Linked DNA regions of Muntiacus reevesi: region 2 is linked to region 1. Evidence: chromatin contacts called from public Hi-C data. All regions are on one chromosome and are shown on one strand. The core of a region is the stretch at or near the end of the contact, and the rest is flanking DNA. Distances in the headings are between cores, read along the strand shown. Region 1 holds the start of ZNF264 (zinc finger protein 264). Region 2 holds the start of ZNF772 (zinc finger protein 772).

Region 1 (5,230 bases), core at 933-3,432:
CTTTCTCTAGTTGCAGAGACTGCAGGCTACTCTTGAGTTGTGGCGGCTTCTCTTGTTGCTGACCACAGGCTCTAGAGCATGACGGCTTCAATAGTTGGTGACCCTGCAGCATGTGGGATCTTAGTTCTCGGACCAGGGGATCGACCCCATGTCCACTGCACTGGCAGGCAGATTCCTAACCCCTGGACCACCAGGGAAGTCCCCAGGCAAGGGTTTTTAAAGACAGTGTTAGCGGAGAGGGTCCCAGGATGCATGATCAGCTCATGGAGAATTTCCTGATTGTTTGGTGCTGAGGTAGCAGGGTGGTGTTCAGGAATCTGACCATCAATCTTCTGATTCCAAGCAGTCTGTGGTCTATGCGTTTGAGGTCAGCAGTTTCCACCTGGTGGGAATTTGGTTTCTATAAAAAAACAACTTAAAAATTGTTTCAGATATTGTTAACTGTCTTCCTTGAGGAGAGCTAAGCTCTTATGACCCTGTCCTACAGATTGACGTATTGCTTAAGTTATTTTCTCCTTCTCTGTTTGACTGCCTCTTCTTTGTTCAAATTGTTGCCTCTTAAAATGATTAGCTGTTGGAGCCCACCGTTTGGAAATCAGGGAGGCCAAGTCAACTAAAGCTGCTGCCACAAACGAGAAGTAGGGACACAGAGAGGTGTGGTGGTGGAGGAGGCTCCACACAGTCCTGCTAGGTTTCGAGAAGAGGCTCTCGGGAATTCGCTGGTGGTCCAGTGGTTATGATTTTGGAGGCACACACTAGTAAGTGGCAGTGAACAGTAGCTGGAAGCAAGGTCTTCGTTTTCCGGATCAGGAGTCCTAACCACTGGACCACAGGGGCCAGCAGTTAGGGCTTGAGTCCCCAGTCCTTGCATGCCTAGTCAAGAATGAATTCAGGCAAGGAGGCAGAAAGTAAAGTGTAAAGTAAAAAGTTTATTGAAAAATACATGCAGAAAGGTGCATGGGCAAACTTAAGAGTCATGACTTTGGGAAGTTTAAATCCTTTACAAGGGGGCAGCTTTCTGGGTCTTTGTCTTCCCTCTGGGTCTTTGTCTTCCCTCTGGCCAATCATCTCACTTTGTACCCCGCTCCTGGCTAAACTGTCTCAGGACCCTCCCCTGGGTGCACACACACACACACCCCCCTCAGCCAAGATGGATCTTGAAGTGAAGGCTTCTGGAAGGAGACGCATCATGGCCTGGTGTTATCCCCTGACTTTTGACCCCAAGGAGCCTTTCTGCTCATGTGCAGTGTCTCCTTTGTCCCAAAAAAGGAGGATACTTTACCCAAACAGGGTTTTACCCCCTTGTCTTTGCCATGACTATTATCTTAAGGCATTTACAAGAGCTTCCCAGGTGGTAAAGACTCTGTCTGCAATGCTGGAGACGCCAGAGACAAGGGTTCAGTCCTGCAACCCACTCCAGTATTCTTGTTTGGGAAAATCCCACGGACACACAAGCCTGCCGGGCTACAGTCCATGGGGTCGCAGAGTCGGACAGAACTGAACACAGTGTACAAGAAACAAAGACTCTATAGTTACCGTTTCTGTTACTTCCATTTTGAAGGGCAAACAGGGGGCTGATTTTAAATGCCTTGACTGGAGTCCACCTACATTTTGTGTCTGGAAATGCAAACAGGAGGCTAGTTGTAAACGTCTAACCTGAAGCCCATCTAGCTCCTACCTCAATTAGGACCCCGAGTTTCCACCGCAGGGATGCGGGTTCCATCTCCGGTCGGGAAACTAAGAGCCCAGAAGCCTCGCTGAGTAACAAAAAAAAAAAGGAGAGAGAGAGAGAGAGAGGATCCAGGAAGGAGCAGCGGGGTAAGGAAAACCACTCGGCCAGCTGCAAGCCCAGGTCACAGCCCCATACCCTTTGCATTTGGCCCCACCGGGGGCGAATGTCCCAGCACTGCTAGCCTCAGTTTCCCTGGGTCACTGCACAGACCCTCTCGCCCCCGGCCCCTCGTCCACCCGACTTGAATCCAGTATGAAGAAGCACGTCTAGGCCGGCCTCAGCTTTTTCTGTGGAGGAATAGCCCGCTGGTTACCCCGCTCCTCGCCTTCGCGGATCTAGCGGAGACTACCTTACCCAGAGGCTGTGCGCCTGAGGCGGGCGCTGGCCAATGACGTAGGGACGTTTCCTGAGGCGTGGGCGGGACTTCCGGTTTCTCTCTGCGGACGCCATTTGCCTACAGGGTTAGCTCCCGGCAGGATTCGACGGGCGGAGACCTGGGCCAGCGCGGCTCCCCAGGCCTTTCGTGGGGCCTGAGCAGAGGGGTGCGGATCCCCTTCGTGCCTTTGAACGGGTCGTGAGTCCCTAGGCTGTGGCGTGCCCTGGTCACCCGCCGGCCCGCGGCCTGTGCGGGCCTCAGCAGCGCCCCTGGTCTCCGCGTTCACGAGGGCGGCGCCCGGCTCTGGGGCGGCTTGTTCGCGGAGGGCGGCGGTCAGCCGAGGTCGCCCAGCCCAGACGGGCGGAGGCGAGGGGCAGCGGGCCGCCCCGGGCGGCCTGGACCGCAGCTCCCGTCATGGCGGTGCCGACCCACCGGACCCAGGTGCGTGGACGCCAGTGACGGTACCGCTCATTTTCGAGCACTGAGGCGGTTCCGGCAGGCACGCCGGATGTGTCCCCGCGGCCGTCTGCTCTGGTTTGTGGAGCCGCTTTGTCACTTATGTATTCCCGGTCTTGAAAGCTGCTGGGCTCTGACAGGTGCCCAGAAGTTGTAGAGAAATGACTGCTGCCTCCTCCAGGTTGTTATTCAGTCGCTCAGTCGTGTCCGACTCTTGCGACCCCATGGACTGTAGCCCGCCAGGCTCCCCTCTCCATGGGCGGCGGCTTCTTTTTCTTTATGTAATCGCTGAACCACCTGAGGAGCCCCCATCATATTTGGTAAACCCCCAACCCCACCGTGTACTGCGAGGATACACCCTGCCCCACCCCCCTTTCCCCTGGTGTTACTCCACCTGGCGGCCTTGGGCGTTGGAGGGCGAGATGAGTGCACCGACAAAGTCAAGTTATGGAAGGCCCGCGAGGTTGCCATGGTTCCTCCCAGATGCTGAGACGTGTCTCGAGTGGGCGAGATCCTGTGGGGCTTTGCCGAATGTTACCCTCACTTTCAGCCAGGTCAGCCATGGTGGCCAATCTCATGGCCAAAGCGAGCGTTAGCCTTGGCCACTTCTGCTCCCCGGTCTGGCGTAGTCCTGGCACGGGGTGAGTTTTGGCAGGGCCCAGGAAGAAAGAGGCTAAACGGTTCGTTGCGGAATCTCCCTGGGAGTTTCGGGACCCAGGAGGGGCTAGGGAGTTGGTCCAGACCCTGCCATTACCCAGGTAGATCCACCCCTTCAGGCGTTTATCCCAGGAGGTCTGTGATGAAGGCTCTGCTCCTCTGTCCATGTTCACAGAAATATTTTCAGGCATGATGAAATGGATTTAACAGCAAACATTTCCTGTAAATGCCTCACAGCCTCATCACTAGGTGTTCACTTTGGTGAAAGAATGTCAGGTTACACTGTTAGACCCTGAATTACACTGGCCTGCGTTAAAAGTCTTGCCTTTGGTTTGTAGGACACACGGTTGGGTGGATTGGTGGAGCTCCCTTAGCCTCAGGTCATTGACTGGCATGGAGGTGATGAGAGATTTACTCAGAGCCTGTGGGAAAATCAAGGAAAATGCCAAAGCCCGTGGAATGTTGAATACTTTTCTAAAGCTCACGACAGTTACTGGTTAAGTGGGAACTGTTATTGTATTGATCCAGAAACGGAGGCTCAGAGAGATGAAGTGAATGATGTCTCCACGATAACACACCTGGCAAGTCTCGGGTTTCAAGAGTTTGGATGCAAACCACGGGAGACCCACAAAAGAACTGGGCACTTGTAATTGCTTTAACCAGGATGTGACGCCCTCAGCATGGGTCAGGCAGTTAGCAGGACCAGGGAGGCGCAGGTACTGCTGCTGTCACCATTATCGATACTGTTACTACCATTATGTACTCATTCCTCTGATGTCCTAGAGCCCTGTCTGCATTTCCCAGCCCACACGTCACTTCCATTGTCTTGTGTGACTTTCCAGTGGCCCTGCATAGGAGGCATCTCTTACAGACTTCGTAATACACTGCTGTATCATGTCCAAAACATTGTTCATCTCCCCTTCAGCCCAGCCTAGATCTAGCCCTCAGGCAGTGCTCCATGGTTAAGGTCTTGATCTCTCTGCACCTTTACCAACCTTGTAGAAATGAGCTCTGCTACCTCTGCTTGACAGGTGTGTGTGACCTTTGATGACGTGGCTGTGACCTTCACCCAGGAGGAGTGGGGCCATCTAGACCCGGCCCAGAGGACGCTGTACCAGGAGGTGATGCTGGAGACGTGCGGGCTCCTGATGTCTCTGGGTAAGACCTCTCACTCAGCCCTGCAGGCACGCTCTAGCGCCATGCCTAGCTGATCCAGAAGCCTACCCGCCATGCAGCTTCACTCATGTCTGAGATTCACTTCCTCTTGCCTGCTGTCTCTGTGTCTCTTTGAATAAAGTTCCCCTTTGGCTCTTAGAAAGTGGTGGAAAGAAGTGAATGTTCTGCAGAGCCCAAAGGCAGCTTTTCCAGCCGGGCCACATGGGGCTGAAATACGAGAGCCAGGATCATACCCTGGCTTCTGGGTCTCCTGTCCTGGCTTCTTTCTCTGGCTTTGCCCATGTCTCTATCTTTTCAGAATGGCTTTTGCACCCCATCAAGTTTGACGAGTGACCACCCCAGTCCCTGCTCTCCAAGGCCCCCAGATGCCTTGTTGCTCCGTATGTTTCTATTGTTGCTCTTTCTCTGCTGCAGGGCTCGGGGTGGGGGTGGGGGTGTCCGTGAGGTGGAAGTGACCTCCTGGCCTCTCAGCCCAGGGCCCAGCACGGACCAGCCTCTGTCTGAGGTTCCTGTTTTCACATTCCAGAGAGGGAGCCGACCGAACGGGGCTGGTTCCCAGGCATCCCCTACACCCGCGTGCACAGGATGTGGGTGACAAGCTGTTCTCCAGGAAGAGGGTGAGGCAGCCGGGGCCCCAGGAGGCCTTTGCCTTCGGTGCCAGCGGGTCCTGTCTAACCGCAGGGTCTCAGTCAGGGGGCTTCTCTGTCCTCCTGCGCCTTCACGGTGTCTCGTGTTCGCTCAGTCTCGGCCGGGATCATCTGCTGGTCCGAGAAGGAGAAGCTGGGAGAGGAGCACTTCTCAGCATGTGGCGGTTTTGTGCCCAGGAGGCATCG
Region 2 (5,381 bases), core at 372-2,871, 250 kb after region 1:
CCCAAATGCTTCCATCTACACAGCGACCCCTCTGCCCCATCCATTATTACAACTTGCCTGGAATACAGAAGCAGCCTTCTCCCCAGTCTTTCTCCTCCCCTCTATCCTAATGTCCTCAACCCTCACCACACGGCCTGTTCTCCACTTGAAATTCAGAATTGTCGTTGTTGCTGTATAGTCACTAACGTGTGCCCAACTCTTTCCGACCGCATGAATTGTAGCCTGCCAGGCTCCTCTGTCCATGGGATTTCCCAAGCAAGAACACTGGAGTGGATTGCCATTTCCTTCTCCAAGGGATCTTCCAAACCCAGAGATCAAACCTGGAATCTACAGGGAAGCTGTGAAAATGGAGATCAGATCAGATCACCTCCCTCCTCTGCTCCACATCTGCCATGGCTACAGGACCCTCAGAACAGAGGCCTAGCTGCTCAGTTGGCCATTTCAGGCCTCACTCCTGCTACCAGACTTGGTAAAGATCTGTATTTAAAAAAAAATTCCCAATTCAATCTCACCATCAGGTATGCTGGTTCCTGTGCCTAGAAAAACTGAAACACCTTATTCCAATGGTCACCAGGAGTCAGAGCCCTGCCATATAACTCCTGGACTGGACTGAAAAAACTCTGAGCTTGGTGTTTCTCAGGGGTCTTCAGACTCAAGAGCTGGGAGAGTACAAGGTAAAGTGTTCTATGACATCACAATCCTGGAACCCTGATGGGTGAGGGTGAAGGTGGAATCGATAAGAGACGGGACATCCTGTCTCACCTGTATAAACCCCATAATTACTTCCGAGGTCGGAGAACCTGTAGGTACAGGGAGACTGTGAGAGAGAAGCAACCACGAAAGAGCCCCACGAGAGCCTCAGGCCTCTCTCCTGTTGCTGCTCTGCCACAAGGACCTGAGGCTGACAGTCCACCCTGTGTGCAGTCCACCCTGTGTGACAGGACACCCTGTGTGTCCTCAGGGCCATCTAACAACCGCGCGGCCTTGGACTACCCCTCCACATTGCTGGGCTCCACTGTCCCCACTCTCAGGTCAAGTCTGTTCACACCTGGACAGTCTACATTTTAGATCATCTTTGGTGGTCTGTTTAGAACCTTCCGTGCTCCCATCACCTTCAGAATGAAGGCACAGCTGCTCCGACCCTCTGATCTTTTCAGACACCAAAGACTCAGACTCCAGGTTTCCCAAATGCTCTGCACATTCCGGCCCCACCTTCTGTAACGTCCTGTCATCCCATCACGCGGGCTGTCAGAAATGTCCGCCCAAGAGCGCCCCCACAGTCGGGACACAGGGCCCAGAGCTGGGGCTCTGAGGCTTCCTTCTTTCGAGGCTTCAGGATTCAGAGACGGAGGTCGAGGGAGGACCCGGGGGCGCAGCACCCACCTGCGCCGGGTCCGTCAGCACGGCGGCCGCCATCGGCACCCGAGGACTGGGGAAGACGAGCAGCTACAGAGCGACAGGTGCTAGGTGCCGGGCTCCGGCGGCCGGGCCACCCGAGCACTGCCGCTACCAAGCCTCAAGTCCGCCGCTCTTCAGAGCAACAACGCCGCTCACGTTTTCCGCCTCGCGTCACCTCCTGTGTGACGTAGCCTTCTGGAGCCGGAGCTGGCGGACTAATCCGAAAGCAAACAATATGTCCGCCCAAAACGAGAACAGGAAGTCCCGCCCAGGCATCGTCCCTGTGAACGGAAACTCCTCTTTCTTGGGGCTTCATTGGCCCAGAGCTGCCGAGACTCCTGGGTAATGTAGTTCCCACAGCACCAACGATGAAGTGGGGCATCGGCGCCACCTCCAGGTCACAAGTGGAGCTACCTAGCTAACACCGCGTGGAAAAGGTTTCTTTCAGTTTGAGGATTAGGCAAAGCGTTGCATCCTCTTAAAGGAGGCACGCCTATATTTCCAGGGAGTGTATTCTATAACGCAACACAGAAACGTTCAGTACTCATGTATGGATGTGAGAATTGAACTATAAACAAAGCTGAGCGCCGAAGAATTGATGCTTTTGAACTGTGGTGTTGGAGAAGACTCTTGAGAGACCCTTGGACTGCAAGGAGATCCAGCCAGTTCAGTTGTCGCTCAGTGCCCGACTCTTCACAGCCCCATGGACTGCAGCATGCCAGGCCTCCCTGTCCATCACCAACTCCCGGAGTTTACCCAAATTCATGTCATTGAGTCGGTGATGCCATCCAACCATATCATCCTCTGTCATCCCCTTCTCCTCCTGCCCTCAATCACTCCCAGCATCAGGGTCTTCTCCAATGAGCTCTCAGCTTTTCACCCGAGCTCTTCACCTCAAGTGGCCAAAGCACCGGAGTTTCAGCTTCAACATCAGTCCTTCCAATGAACACCCAGAACTGATCTCCTTTAGGATGGACTGGTTGGATCTCCTTGCAGTCCAAGGGACTCTCAAGAGTCTCCTCCAACACCACAGTTCAAAAGGATCAATTCTTTGGCGCTCAGCTTTCTTTTTAGTCCAACTCTCACATCCATACACGACTACTGGAAAAATCATAGCCTTGTCTAGACGGACCTTCGTTGGCAAAGTAATATCTCTGCTTTTTAATATGCTGTCTAGGTTTGTCATAACTTCCCTTCCAAGGAGCAAGCGTCTTTTAATTTCATGACTGCAGTCACTATCTGCAATGATTTTGGAGTACAGGAAATTAGTCCTGAATATTCATTGGAAGGACTGATGTTCAACCTGAAACTCCAATCCTTTGGCCACCTGATGTGAAGAACTGACTCACTGGAAAAGACCCTAATGCTGGGAAAGATTGAAGGCGGGAGGAGAATGGGATGACAGAGGATGAGATGGTTGGATGGCACCACCGACTCAATGGACATGGGTTTGAGCAAGCTCTGGGAATTGGTGATGGACAGGAAAGCCTGGCATGGTGCAGTCCATGGGGTCGCAAAAAAAGTCAGACACGACTGAGCAACATGGAGAATGCTCATCAGAAAAATCAAATGAACACACCAGATGCTAACACAAATCAGACCTCTATAGTGGGAAGCTAATATATAGTATGTTGTTATCAAATGTACACCCGGATTGTGAAGCGCTACGATTGCTTCTGTGGGCCTCAGGATTTAGTCAGAAACAAGAGCAACAGAGACTCCAGACATGGCCACCATGACATGAAAGTGCAGTAGGGATTTGGGGTGCTACCGAACAGGTGGACAACTCTGGTGTCTCTGGTTACTCTAGAAACTATTTGTCCTGCCATTACAATTAGTTTTTGTGTCTAACCCAGGAATTAACACTTTTTTTATAAGATATGTTATGGGGCCCAAGCTTACTCTGCTCACTGTATTACAGGCCAATAAACTGGAAGACAATGAAGACATTGTTGGAACAAGGAATGATGACTTTATTCAGAAAGCTAGCAGACCTAGAAGATGGCAGGCTGGCATCTCAAAAAAACCATCTTCCCTCAGTCTGGATGCAGGTTACTTTTATACAGAAGAGGTGGAGGGTTCACTGCACCCCTGAAACCAATGGCTTAGTGGGACTGCTTTAGCTAGGGTCTGCCCTACCCCTATTACAGAAATATTTCTCACTCTGTATACACAGATGTATTCAATTCATTTTAGGTATCAAAAATATCAGAAGAGAAAAGTGACCAGAGAAATTTTCATTTACTAAGGTATGGGATGGACAGGGAAGCCTGGCATGCTGCAGTCCAAGGAGTCGCAAAGGGACACAACTGAGCAACTGAACTGAAGTGACTGAAGTTATGGGAAAGTCATTCTGGCTTATACAATAATTTAACTTGAACTTTAGGCTAATCAAAACAGCCTGTTTGTGGCTTATCAAATATGCACTGCATATCTGCATTAGTTATTAAAGAAAAGAATACACTGACCAGAAGTAAAGACTGTCCATTTTTGAGATAAAGATAAAAACATCTCCCCTTCGTGGGATGCCAGAGCTGGTACTCCTTTGTTGATAAAACTACTTTGCCAGGTGCCAAGGCCATATTGAGTTGTGTATGTACTGATGTGTTTTTTTATTTGCTTTTGTTTTTTGGGATCCTTGACTATATCATCACCTACATTCAGAACTCAGTCTTTGCTTCATCACCAGGTTTTTTATATTGGGCATAGCACTGGCAAAGGACACTTGGTAACATATAATTGGTTCACTCTAAGGAAACCACTTTCTTATGGTCCTCAAGATCCTCTTTAAGTCCTTCAAGAGAATGAAATACTGGAGCACCAGCTGCCCAGGGACATTGAAATACAAGCCCATCTACAATAAGGATGGTCTTTAGAGAGTCTGGCAGAGTTTCTCACTATGATTTCTCCTCCACCACAATATCTGCAGCGCTGTTACTCAATGCAAGTCTGTGTGGCCCACCAACAGTGAGGCCAAATTATACCAAAATGTAGGGTTTTGGAGCAGTGAAAGGTTCACTGCAGAGACAGGTAAGGAAATGGATGTCTCATGCCCAAAACCCTGAACTCCCTAAAAGTTTTAAGAAAAACTGGAAAGTCAGGGAGGGTGGTTAGTTGTATTGGGTAGAATGTTAGACATGAGTGTTGAGGGGAGGCCTGCCTGAAAGGGATGCAAGCTGATCTCTAAACTCCATTCCAGACATACCCAGAACTCACATATATGCTACAAAATAACTGCAGAGACTTTTCAACTACTACTCATGTGCCCTAGGCACTCTGCGGATACAAAATGACCACAGGAGCTTCTCCAAGTAACCTTGGGCAGTTAGGCAGTTAGGAGCTGATAAAGGGTTTATGACTAGTCTACACCTAATTATCATAGGTGGAATTATGGGGAGATATAAACAACAAAGCCTGCTGTTATGTAAATTACAATTGCTAATCAGCCTTGAGCGCATGCCCATTTGTATTCCCTTTCATAGATTCGTGGTGGGTACAAGCCCTACTTTGTACAGGACATAACCAAAAGGAGGAGTTGTTGTTGCTCAACCTTTGCTCCAAGGAGCAAGTGTCATTTTAATTTCATGGCTGCAGTCACCAACTGCAGTGATTTTGGAGCCTCCCAAAAATAAAGTCTGTCACTGTTTCCATTATTCAGTTCAGTTCAGTTGTTCAGTCATGTCTGACTCTGTGACCCCAGGCGCAGCTTGCCAGGCCTCCCTGTCCATCTCCAACTCCCGGAGTTTACCCAAACTCATGTTCATTGAGTCAATGATGCCATCCAGCCATCTCATCCTCTGTCGTCCCCTTCTCCTCCTGACTTCAACCTTTCCCAGCATCAGGGTCTTTTCAAATGAGTCAGCTCTTTGCATCAGGTGGCCAAAGTATTGGAGTTTCAACTTCAACATCAGTCCTTCCATTGTTACCTCATCTATTTGCTGTGAATTGATGGGACCAGAGGCCATGATCTTAGTTTTTTGAAT

Evidence for each region. A called contact is a pair of places that touch in the nucleus more often than the background predicts.
Region 2: a contact with region 1 is called in a Hi-C map of blood, with 2.6 times the contacts expected there. The contact joins the promoter of ZNF772 here to the promoter of ZNF264 in region 1. A contact is called at or near these places in 2 of 3 Hi-C or Micro-C datasets (blood and muscle).

The regions. Positions count from the first base shown.
Region 1 is chr2:279,255,655-279,260,884 of mMunRee1.1, forward strand. It overlaps ZNF264 (zinc finger protein 264), which reads left to right and starts at 2,183. Exons shown (of 5, transcript XM_065926878.1): 1 at 2,183-2,549; 2 at 3,750-3,937; 3 at 4,253-4,379. The coding sequence starts at 3,902.
Region 2 is chr2:279,510,727-279,516,107 of mMunRee1.1, forward strand. ZNF772 (zinc finger protein 772) reads right to left here and starts at 1,622. Exons shown (of 3, transcript XM_065926914.1): 1 at 1,384-1,622. The coding sequence starts at 1,416.